Regions from separate parts of the Oryctolagus cuniculus genome. Here regions 1 and 2 are each linked to region 3. The links are chromatin contacts, called in public Hi-C and Micro-C maps. All regions are on one chromosome and are shown on one strand. Each heading gives the region's core, a stretch centred on a gene start, on an enhancer-like site or on the middle of the called end of the contact. The rest is flanking DNA. Distances are from core to core; before and after follow the strand shown. Region 1 overlaps LPP (LIM domain containing preferred translocation partner in lipoma). Region 2 overlaps LOC108177991 (a long non-coding RNA gene). Region 3 has its middle 240 kb from the start of TPRG1.

The links. A called contact is a pair of places that touch in the nucleus more often than the background predicts.
Region 1: a contact with region 3 is called in a Hi-C map of psoas muscle, with 9 times the contacts expected there. The contact joins two enhancer-like sites. A contact is called at or near these places in 2 of 6 Hi-C or Micro-C datasets (psoas muscle and skin fibroblasts).
Region 2: a Micro-C map of ear pinna shows a contact between it and region 3, with 6 times the contacts expected there. The contact joins two enhancer-like sites. A contact is called at or near these places in 3 of 6 Hi-C or Micro-C datasets (ear pinna, psoas muscle and skin fibroblasts).

Annotation. Positions count from the first base shown.
Region 1 is chr4:91,395,659-91,398,387 of mOryCun1.1, forward strand. All of the region lies in intron 2 of LPP (LIM domain containing preferred translocation partner in lipoma), which reads right to left. Among named protein-coding and RNA genes, the nearest start is that of LPP, 110 kb to the right of the region's middle. Within about 2 kb of position 1,288, at least 4 of the 8 cell types and tissues checked have an H3K27ac peak or open chromatin away from gene starts, as enhancers often do.
Region 2 is chr4:91,594,748-91,597,613 of mOryCun1.1, forward strand. All of the region lies in intron 2 of LOC108177991 (a long non-coding RNA gene), which reads left to right. Among named protein-coding and RNA genes, the nearest start is that of LPP, 93 kb to the left of the region's middle. Within about 2 kb of position 1,569, at least 5 of the 8 cell types and tissues checked have an H3K27ac peak or open chromatin away from gene starts, as enhancers often do. A contact at or near this core is called in ear pinna, where this site is marked.
Region 3 is chr4:90,695,011-90,697,889 of mOryCun1.1, forward strand. No RefSeq gene overlaps it. Among named protein-coding and RNA genes, the nearest start is that of TPRG1, 240 kb to the left of the region's middle. Within about 2 kb of position 1,376, at least 4 of the 8 cell types and tissues checked have an H3K27ac peak or open chromatin away from gene starts, as enhancers often do. A contact at or near this core is called in ear pinna, where this site is marked.

The sequences.
Region 1 (2,729 bases), core at 38-2,537, 700 kb after region 3:
GTTTCCCTGGCCTCAGAATTATTTCGAGGCTCAAATGAGATCTTAGCTGGTAAAAGTTCTTTAGGAACGGACTGGCCATGTGAAATGTAAATAAGGGATGCTCTTAAAGGTCAGAACCTTCTTTGGGGAGCAGCAGAGTGTCCCAAGAAGGCTGGTGCAGAATAAATATCACAGGAGGAATGAGAAATGGCCCTCCCCTTATAAAGCAAACTCACTCCGCACTTTACAGAAAACTGCCTTAGAAATAGCACAAGGCCATGAGATTCTCCTCATAAATGTTCCTGGAGAATAGGCTGTGGTTCCAGGGCCAGTGATGGTGGTGAGATGTGCCTAACAATGCTGTCAGCACAGAGTGCTGAATAATGACGCTGGCTGCCGGGCACCCAGACACAGGTGTAAGGGCCCGGCGAGAGCCCTGAGAAGAGCTGCACCTGCTGACGGAGCTAGCAGGCCTTCTGCCAAGGCCGACTTTAGTAACCAGCAAAGGTCTGGTACCCAGGGGGCCCATCTTCCTGACCTGTAAGACCGCCACTGTCTCCACTTTAAGGATGTACAGAGAGGCAAAATGTGGACAGGAGGCCAAGCTCAGGTCATCAGGGCCCCTGCAGTGGGTCTCTAAGTGGGTTCCACAGAGGCATAGAATTAGAGCTTCTGGGGAGAGAGCTCAGCACTATGTGGATGCCTGCTGGGTCTTCCTGCGACATTTTTAAAGAGCAACGGTCAGCACTCTTGGTGCAGTGGGTTAAACCACCACCTGTGCCGGCGGCATCCCATATGGGCACAGGTTCCAGTCCTGGCTGCTCCTCTTCTGATCCAGCTCCCTGCTAATTAGCCTGGGGAAGCAGCAGCAGATGGCCCAAGTGGGCCTCTGTCACCTACATCAGAGACCCAGATGGTGTTCTAAGCTCTTTGCTCCTGGCTTTGGCCTGGCCTAGCCCCAGCCAGTGTGTTAATTATGGGAATGAAACAAAGATAAAAGATCTCTCCCTCTCTCTCCCCCCTTCCTCCCTCCCTCTCTCTCTGCCTTCCTAATAAATAAATAAATCTTTTAAAAAAGTACTCCCACAAAAGAAAAACATCTGAAAACACTGAGCCGAATGAAGTCACGGCCAAGGTCACGCAGCCAGCCAATGCCTGCACTAACAGAGGTTGCTGTCAGAGCTACCCAGAAACCATCAGAGTTGTCTAAGACAGCTCCAAAGGGCATTCACTTCAATCAGGCAGGGCAGCCCAGCCCCAGACAAGGCTGGCGATCCTCAGCAGGGCACATATCCCAGGAATGGATATGGCCTCCATCAGGCTGGCCTCCAGGTCTGCACTCCCAGGTAAACTGTCGCTCAAAAACAGTCTTTTTGCTTAGCAGTAAGGGACCCTGAAGAAGTTAGGTGGTGTGGGGGATGGAGGAACACACATTTATTTTGACCCTGCAGGTGCTTTGTGGCACCCCAGGTTAAAAAAAGAAAGAAAGAAAATCTCTCCACTGTTCTACCTTTCTTTACCTGTGAAATGGGGATATAAGCCAATCCACAACAGCTCCGTGGGCCTGGCCAAAGGGCAGGGAAAATTCTTTAATCTGCTCAGTAACAACAAAAGAAAGTGCTAAATAAGTGAGTCAAGAAATATTTCTGGAAGAGCTATTCAACTGGAATGCTTGGAGAGCCACCCGCACTGCAATAACTCGCTCTGTGCTCATCGTCAGAGCATGCATAAGCCCGGTTTTAAAAGGGGACTTTATGGCTCCAGAGGCAGCCAAATAAATAAATAAACACGTAGAAATCTCTGTGTGACTTATGAAAGTTGTTAGTGAGAACATTATGCTCGAAATGAGAACGTGATCTCTCTCCTCCTCCCCCCCCCATTTCATATCTTCTCCCCAGCCACTTTTGGTAGTGAGCAGTTTGTTATGTATCCAAGGGCAGTGACACAGACTCCTGCACTGCACAGCCGATCCATCTAAAAACATATCATCTGTCTGTGCGGCAGAAAGCCCAGTTGGAATAAGCAAGTTCTGTGCGTTCAACTAGAAAACACTTCTTGTTCTCACTGTCAAAATAATTCTGTATTAAACTTCTGGGATATGTGACTAATGTGCTTGGAACCTTTTGCTGCGGCGGGTTTATTTATTTTAGGGAGGGGAGTGCTGCTGCTGGGGGTGGTGAGAGAGACAGAGGAGGAGAGAAAGGGAAGGGCGAGCCAGGAGGAACAGGCCCACGGGCCCGCGCTCCCGCTCGAGGAGCTCGCTCTGCCACTGCTCATCATCAGAAGCGCCAGAAAGAGCCAAGCCCGGCTAGAAAGGAGAGGAAAAGGCAGGCAGTGCACACTCCCAGAGGTAAGGCTGCCTCACAGTTCCTGAAAAGACTCTGAAATTTAGAAAGGAAAAGCAAAACACACACCCCAGAGTAATCCTATCACAGCCCTTCTCCAAACCCCCACGGTAATCGTTCCCTTCTGCTTGGAGAAAAGTCCCAAACGGTATAGGGGCGCCCGGGACGCCTCGCTGATTCCATACAGATGTCTCACCTCCATGCCCCTCCCGACTCAGCCGGCCACTCCCAAACTCTCCACATATGTTTATGCCCATGCGGTTCCCTTTGTCTCGGGTCTCTCTCCTTTTGTTTATTGAAGTCTGAAAGGCCTCGCAAGGCCTAGGACACCACCTTCCCCAGGAAGCCCACTCCAGTGCACAAACAGCACACCTGGCCTCCCAGGGCACTCATAACTCTAGCACT
Region 2 (2,866 bases), core at 319-2,818, 900 kb after region 3:
CCTTAAATCCTCTTGGATGGAGCCCAAAGCAGTTTTACCTTCTGCATTGAATTTGGCTTTGCGGCAGGAAGTGTTAGAATAGAGTGCATGATCCTGGGGGCTTTGTCCTACAAACATCGTCTCCCAGAAAATGAGAGTGTGCATGGGGAACGAGGAGTTCCACCCCGAGATAAGTCTCCCCCTCGTGACTGCTGCTGGGGTTGTGGGGAGTAGGGGAAGGTTTCACTACTCTCCTTATCTGTGCTGCGCTTGCAAATCACTGACCTGATCATTTGCAGAATCTTATTCCAGAATCTTATTCCAGAAAGCGGTGTTTCAGTACAGAGTGAAATTCTTTACCTGGAGCGCAGGGCTTCCCAGACCCAGAATTCAGCTTGACAAGACATGCGATTTCACTCATCATCACACCGTCTTAAGCAGGGCAACCAGGTGGGGACAAGGACGTTAGTGGGTAAGAGTCATGCACCCCAGGACGACCCAAGTTGTTACTGACTTGGGAGCTACTGGGAAAGCCACCGCTCTTTCAAGGAGCTCAGTTTTTGCAACTGTCAAATGCTGAGACTGGAGTGAGCATGGTGCTCGCAACTCCTTTAGCCTCTGGGTGTTTCCTTCTTTCTGAGGATGCAGTGGGCACCTAGCAGGTGCACATGGTGAAAGAGATGGGGCTGCGGACTCAGGGCCCCTCCATTTATCCGTTGTGCAGTCAGATGGCTTCTACAGACTCTACAATGTGCAGGAAGTTAGATACATTCCTTTTAGCCCCAACACTGGGCTTCTAAGGATGAGGACTGCCAAGGTGAACAGCGTTAACCACTTCAGGTTGCGATGGCGCAACAACGGGTGTGGAGAGCAGCTTGGTACAGTTGTGCCTTTCACAGGTGGACAGCGCCTTTTAGCTTGGGATGTGGTTGCACAAGAGTTGTCTCTGGAGCTTAGTCAGCAGTGCTCACTGAGGCGTTTGCACAGGGTCTTTCGTGGCGCATGGCTTAGACGGTGGCAGAGCAGGGCTGCAAAGAGAACGAGGAGACCACGTGAGCCTTGAAGGGCTCAGCACCTGATGGAGAACAGGGGCAGGGGAACAAGTCAATGCCATTGCCCACGAGAGGAGCCGTGAGAGGGGTGCACATGCATCCTGGCAGGCCTCCAGGAGGAGTTCCCAGGGCAGGTACACAGGAGCCACTGAGGGAAGGAGATCATGAGCAGGGAACAGGTGAGCACCCTGTCACTGGGGATGGGGGGAAGAGCTTGTGGGGACCTGGCTTTGGGGATAGAACGCAGGTTAAGCCGCAAAGTTAGGCTGCCTCTTTGCTGGGAAGGGATCTGAATGCGAGGCAAGGAATTTGGACCCTGTGGCTGTTAGACGTCCATTTTCCAGGTGAGGAAACAGGCTCCGAGCACTGAGGCCCTTTCTGAAGCCTCCTACACCGGCCCGGCCCAGCCGGAACCCTGCGCCCAAGGCTTTCTGCTACCCTGTGCTGCCGCCAGCAGGCCGGAGTGGCAGTAGGCCCAGCGCAGGAGAGGCTTCTGTGCTGTTTACCCTGCTCCCGCGGGGCCGGCTCTGGCAGGGAGCAGCAGTGGGTGGGGTGGGGGCTGAGGAGGAGAGGAGGGGCCTGACAACAAGGGCTGCATTCAAGGCCTGCACTGGAGCGGGCCAGGAGAATGGAAAGCTACAGTCTGTCGGAGCCGTCCAGCCTTGGCAAGGCGGCTGGGGCCTTATAAGGCAATGTTGTTCTCTCCCAGCCAGTGGGGCTGGGACGGAGCTGTGTGCCCACAGGACAGAGCTGCCCTTGTGGCGGGAGGCTGGGGTGCCCCCGCCCCTCCTCTATGAGCCGGAGCTCTCAATGGACCAGTCTGCAGGCTCAGCATTCCCCCTCACCCCCGGCAGCCCCGGGGTGTGTGCAGCCCCTGCCCCTGCCATGCTCGCCCGCTGCCCATGGCCCCGGGGCTGATTGAAGGAAAAGGAAAAAAAGAAAACCAAACAAAGACTTGGCAAGGCCTCATTGCTATTTGACGCTGAATTACCCAGAAAACAGACACAAGGCAAATTCTCTCGCTTTTCCCTGCAGAATGCACAAGGAAGGGGATCCGTCTCCAACCTCCTTCCTTGCTCCACACCCTTGTCTCTCCCCCTTGTGACTTCAGAGCTCTCAGCACCAAGATCCTGTCCAGCGCAGAAAGGCAGGACACAGAGAGTGGGAAGAAGCAGCCTGGTGTGCGTGCCTTCTCCACCTCCCGGGACAGAGCAGGAGCCACTGAGACCCTTACAGGAGAAGGATGAGTCTCTTCTGTCTTCTCACCTGTCCACGCGGGCCAGAGGGCTTGGGAGACTACAAGACAACAGGGGAAAAAGAGCGCCTGCCCGGCAGGCGACACAGAACACTCCCTGGGCAAGGACAGGAGGCACTCATCAGCTTCAGAGAGAGGGCCTTTCCTTAGCCTGTGAGGCGGAGAGCATTCAAGCACAGATCCCTAAGAGATCGCCTTGAACTTGAGATGGGGGGGCAGCAAGCAGCCTTTTACTTTGACCCTTCCTAGACTCGAAGCCCATGAAACCTGGAACCCCAGGGAAACGGGGCAGCCAGTGCAGCCGTCTGCCCACAGCTGAAGCCACCTCTTACAGTGAACTTGGTGGCATTCAGCCAGCCTGGGCCCCTCCAGTGACCAGGACCCTGGTCCCTCAAGGCAGGCTGTCCAGCAGCTGCAGGTCACCCCAATGGGTCAGTCATCACGGCGCTCCCGGGGGGCACCAAGAGGAGTGAGTCGTGGGGAACGGACTCCTACTCTGAGGAGTCAGCCATCCAGAGGTGAGCACGCAATGATCAAAATGCAAGAGGACACAGTCAGAGCTCTAAGAGCAGCAGGAAAA
Region 3 (2,879 bases), core at 126-2,625:
CGCACCAAGCACTTTCTCCAGCCACTGCAGAAGAGGATTTGAACATTAGGGGAAGTGACTGTTAGGCAATCCAACAGGGTTGGAAAACTTGTTGGGGGTGGATTTGAGGGGCTAGCCCCTGGCAACTATTCAAATCTTTGAAGCTCCCTGGTGAGCCCATTATTATTCGTATTTTCCAGGAGTTCACACAAGGTCAGAGGAACTCAGACCATGAGACTCTCAGAGGGGTAAGGGTCAAGCAGTCAGAGACTTTCCCCTTGGGATCTCACTGTGTCTTGTGGTAGGTCAGGAAGGTGTTATTAGGGTGAACAATTAAGAAATCAGGGAATTAAAGAGCAGAGAAGTGAGTGACTCACCCAAGGTCACCTCGTGAGTGACAGAGCTGCCACTCAACTGAAGTCTCCTGGAGTCGGGCCATGTATTTATGCACTAACCTCCCAGGCTACTCTCAGAAGGCGCAGAAGACAGAAAGAGGGTAGAGGGGAGGGGTGATGGGAGGAGGAGGTAGTGGAGGAGGAGGAGAAGGAAGAGGAGGAGGAGAGGGTGAAGGAGTGAGGCTAGGGATGGCTAAGATCCTCTCCTTTGGCAGGTGACCCATCCTCCCTACACCCCGGCTCCCCCCACCCCTCTCTCCTCAGACCCAGGGAAGCAGGCCCAAGGCCGTGTGTAGGGCAGGCCAGGCTGTCAGGTCACGTCTTTACAGAGGTGCCAGTGTGGCCCTGTGGGGCTGCTGGGCCTTCAAAGGCCACTTGTAAACCGTGATGCGGCGCAGGGGTGGCGCGGAGGGGCTGGGGCCCGGCCGGGAGGAAGGAATGGGCCTGCCTTTGGTGCCTAGAAATCAAAGCCGCCAACCTTGGGCTTTTTCTTCCCTCACACTGAGGCACTTTTATTGGCGAGATGAAGGGAGGCAGAGCGGGCCTACAGTCTTCGCTTTGCTTTTGGAGGTTAATGACCCAGTTAGCAGCTCTTGGCTGCGTTTCCGACATTTTGCAGACATCAAGCCCCGTGTCTCTGCCAAGTACATTCTGTTCCCTGGAGCTCATCCAATGCATCTCAGATTACTATGTAATGCGACAAAGAGGGAGAGGTGGCTGGGAGGGGCGGCTGGAGCGGGGCGGAGCGAGCGGGCTAGCAGAGGGCGGGGCCCGGGCCTGCGGGGCGGGGAGGGTTGCCACTCTAAATATAGCTGCCCTGCTGGAGGCACAGCACTAAAGGTGCTTACTGACTGCACCAGAGCCATCCCAAGTGAGGGTTCGGAGGGCCCGTCGTCCAGGAATCCTGCAGTGAGCAGAGCCAACCCCAAGACACAGCAGGGATAGAGGGTGGGTGTGGGGTGGACAGGAGCACTCTGGCGACTCCCGCCCTGGGAGGCGGGGGGCGGGGCCAGGGAGTTTCGGCCCCGCCCCGAGTCCTCCCCCTCTCCCCCTTCCCACCCCCACCTCCCAGCCTCCGCCTGCAGCTCCAGCACCGCTGCAGCCTGCGCTCTAATAATAGACGTGAATGGAAAGCGGCCGCTTTTGAATGATCTTGTTGCTCGCGCTGCCGTTGGAGACTGAGGAGCAGGTGCTGCCCTGCTAGATACCAAGTGATTCATTTAGAAGCACGCACACTTACTGACGCACACGAATCCTCTCACTCCCTCCCGCCAGCGCCCAGTGCTGCATTCCAGAACTGGGTTAAGAGGCCTCAGTCCAGGACTGAGGCGACAGCTTGTTTCCTACCCCAGTCATCTCCAGCCTTAGAAATCTCATGCATATCTAATGGATGGGAAGAGCCTCGATCTTTTCAACCGGCAGCGGACAAATAGTATCTCGTTTTACAGGTGGAGAAACTGAGGCTGGGATGTGGCACTGGAGTGTGGCACAGAGCACGAAGGTGAATCAGCACAGTCCAGCCCAAGAGACCTCCTCTCCTTTGCCTTATCGAAGGGTCACCTGAAACAAGTCTCACTTCAGTGCCAGTGACTCTAGGCGTGGATCTGTATGACAGATGAGCATTCCCTCTCCTTTCCTGGTTTAGCACCTACCCCTCCCTACTCCCTTACCCACACCGGAAAACCTGCTCATGCCGGCTGATTCTCAATCATGGGGATAATAGTTGCACAGCATGGAAACTGTGCCCATTTTTCTTGGCAATTATGTTAGCATCAAATCTTTTGTGTCCTATGTCAGCACAATTCTGTTATGAGGAACTATAGAGGGGGCCAAATTTAGACTTTTCTTCCTGTCAGCATCTCACACGCACCTAGTGCTCACAGTTTGCCAAGTGTTTTCAGGAACTTGATGACCGAATCCAGACGGCACAAGCAAAGTGAAAAGTCCTATGCTCATTTCTCCAGCGCCCCTGTAGCAATGGAGTCTAACAGGGAGGAAGTGACTTGCTCACAATCATCTGCTGATGAGTGGCCAGGTCAGGAGCCAAAGCCATCCCAGGCTGTGTGGAGCACGTGTGCTTTAATCTGCAAGGGGGAGCAGGAATCCTCTTAGTCAGAGGAGGGCTACAAGTGACCTGGGTGTAAGCCACCCTCGTGACTGGCCTCCTCTGCCTAGAGGTCAGAGGCCACCTCTCCCAAGACTGGCTCCCATACTTGCCCAGAGTGGGAAGCCCAATCACTTCGTCTGTCTTCATATAACTAGGCTGGTCCCACTCTCCAGCAGGACCTACGTCAGCCTCTCACCATGGTTGACCACTTGGGCCTTACCTCTTGGCCTGGGTCTCCCTGGGCTATTCCTGTCACCTCCAGATCTTTATCATGGGAGATTAAGAGGCAGCACCAAGGAAGGTGCTGACAAAGGAAGCAAAGGGAAGAGACGTGATGATTTTTCATTTACCTCTTAGAGACAAGGACCGTATGTTAGTCTTCATGAATCCCTACCCTA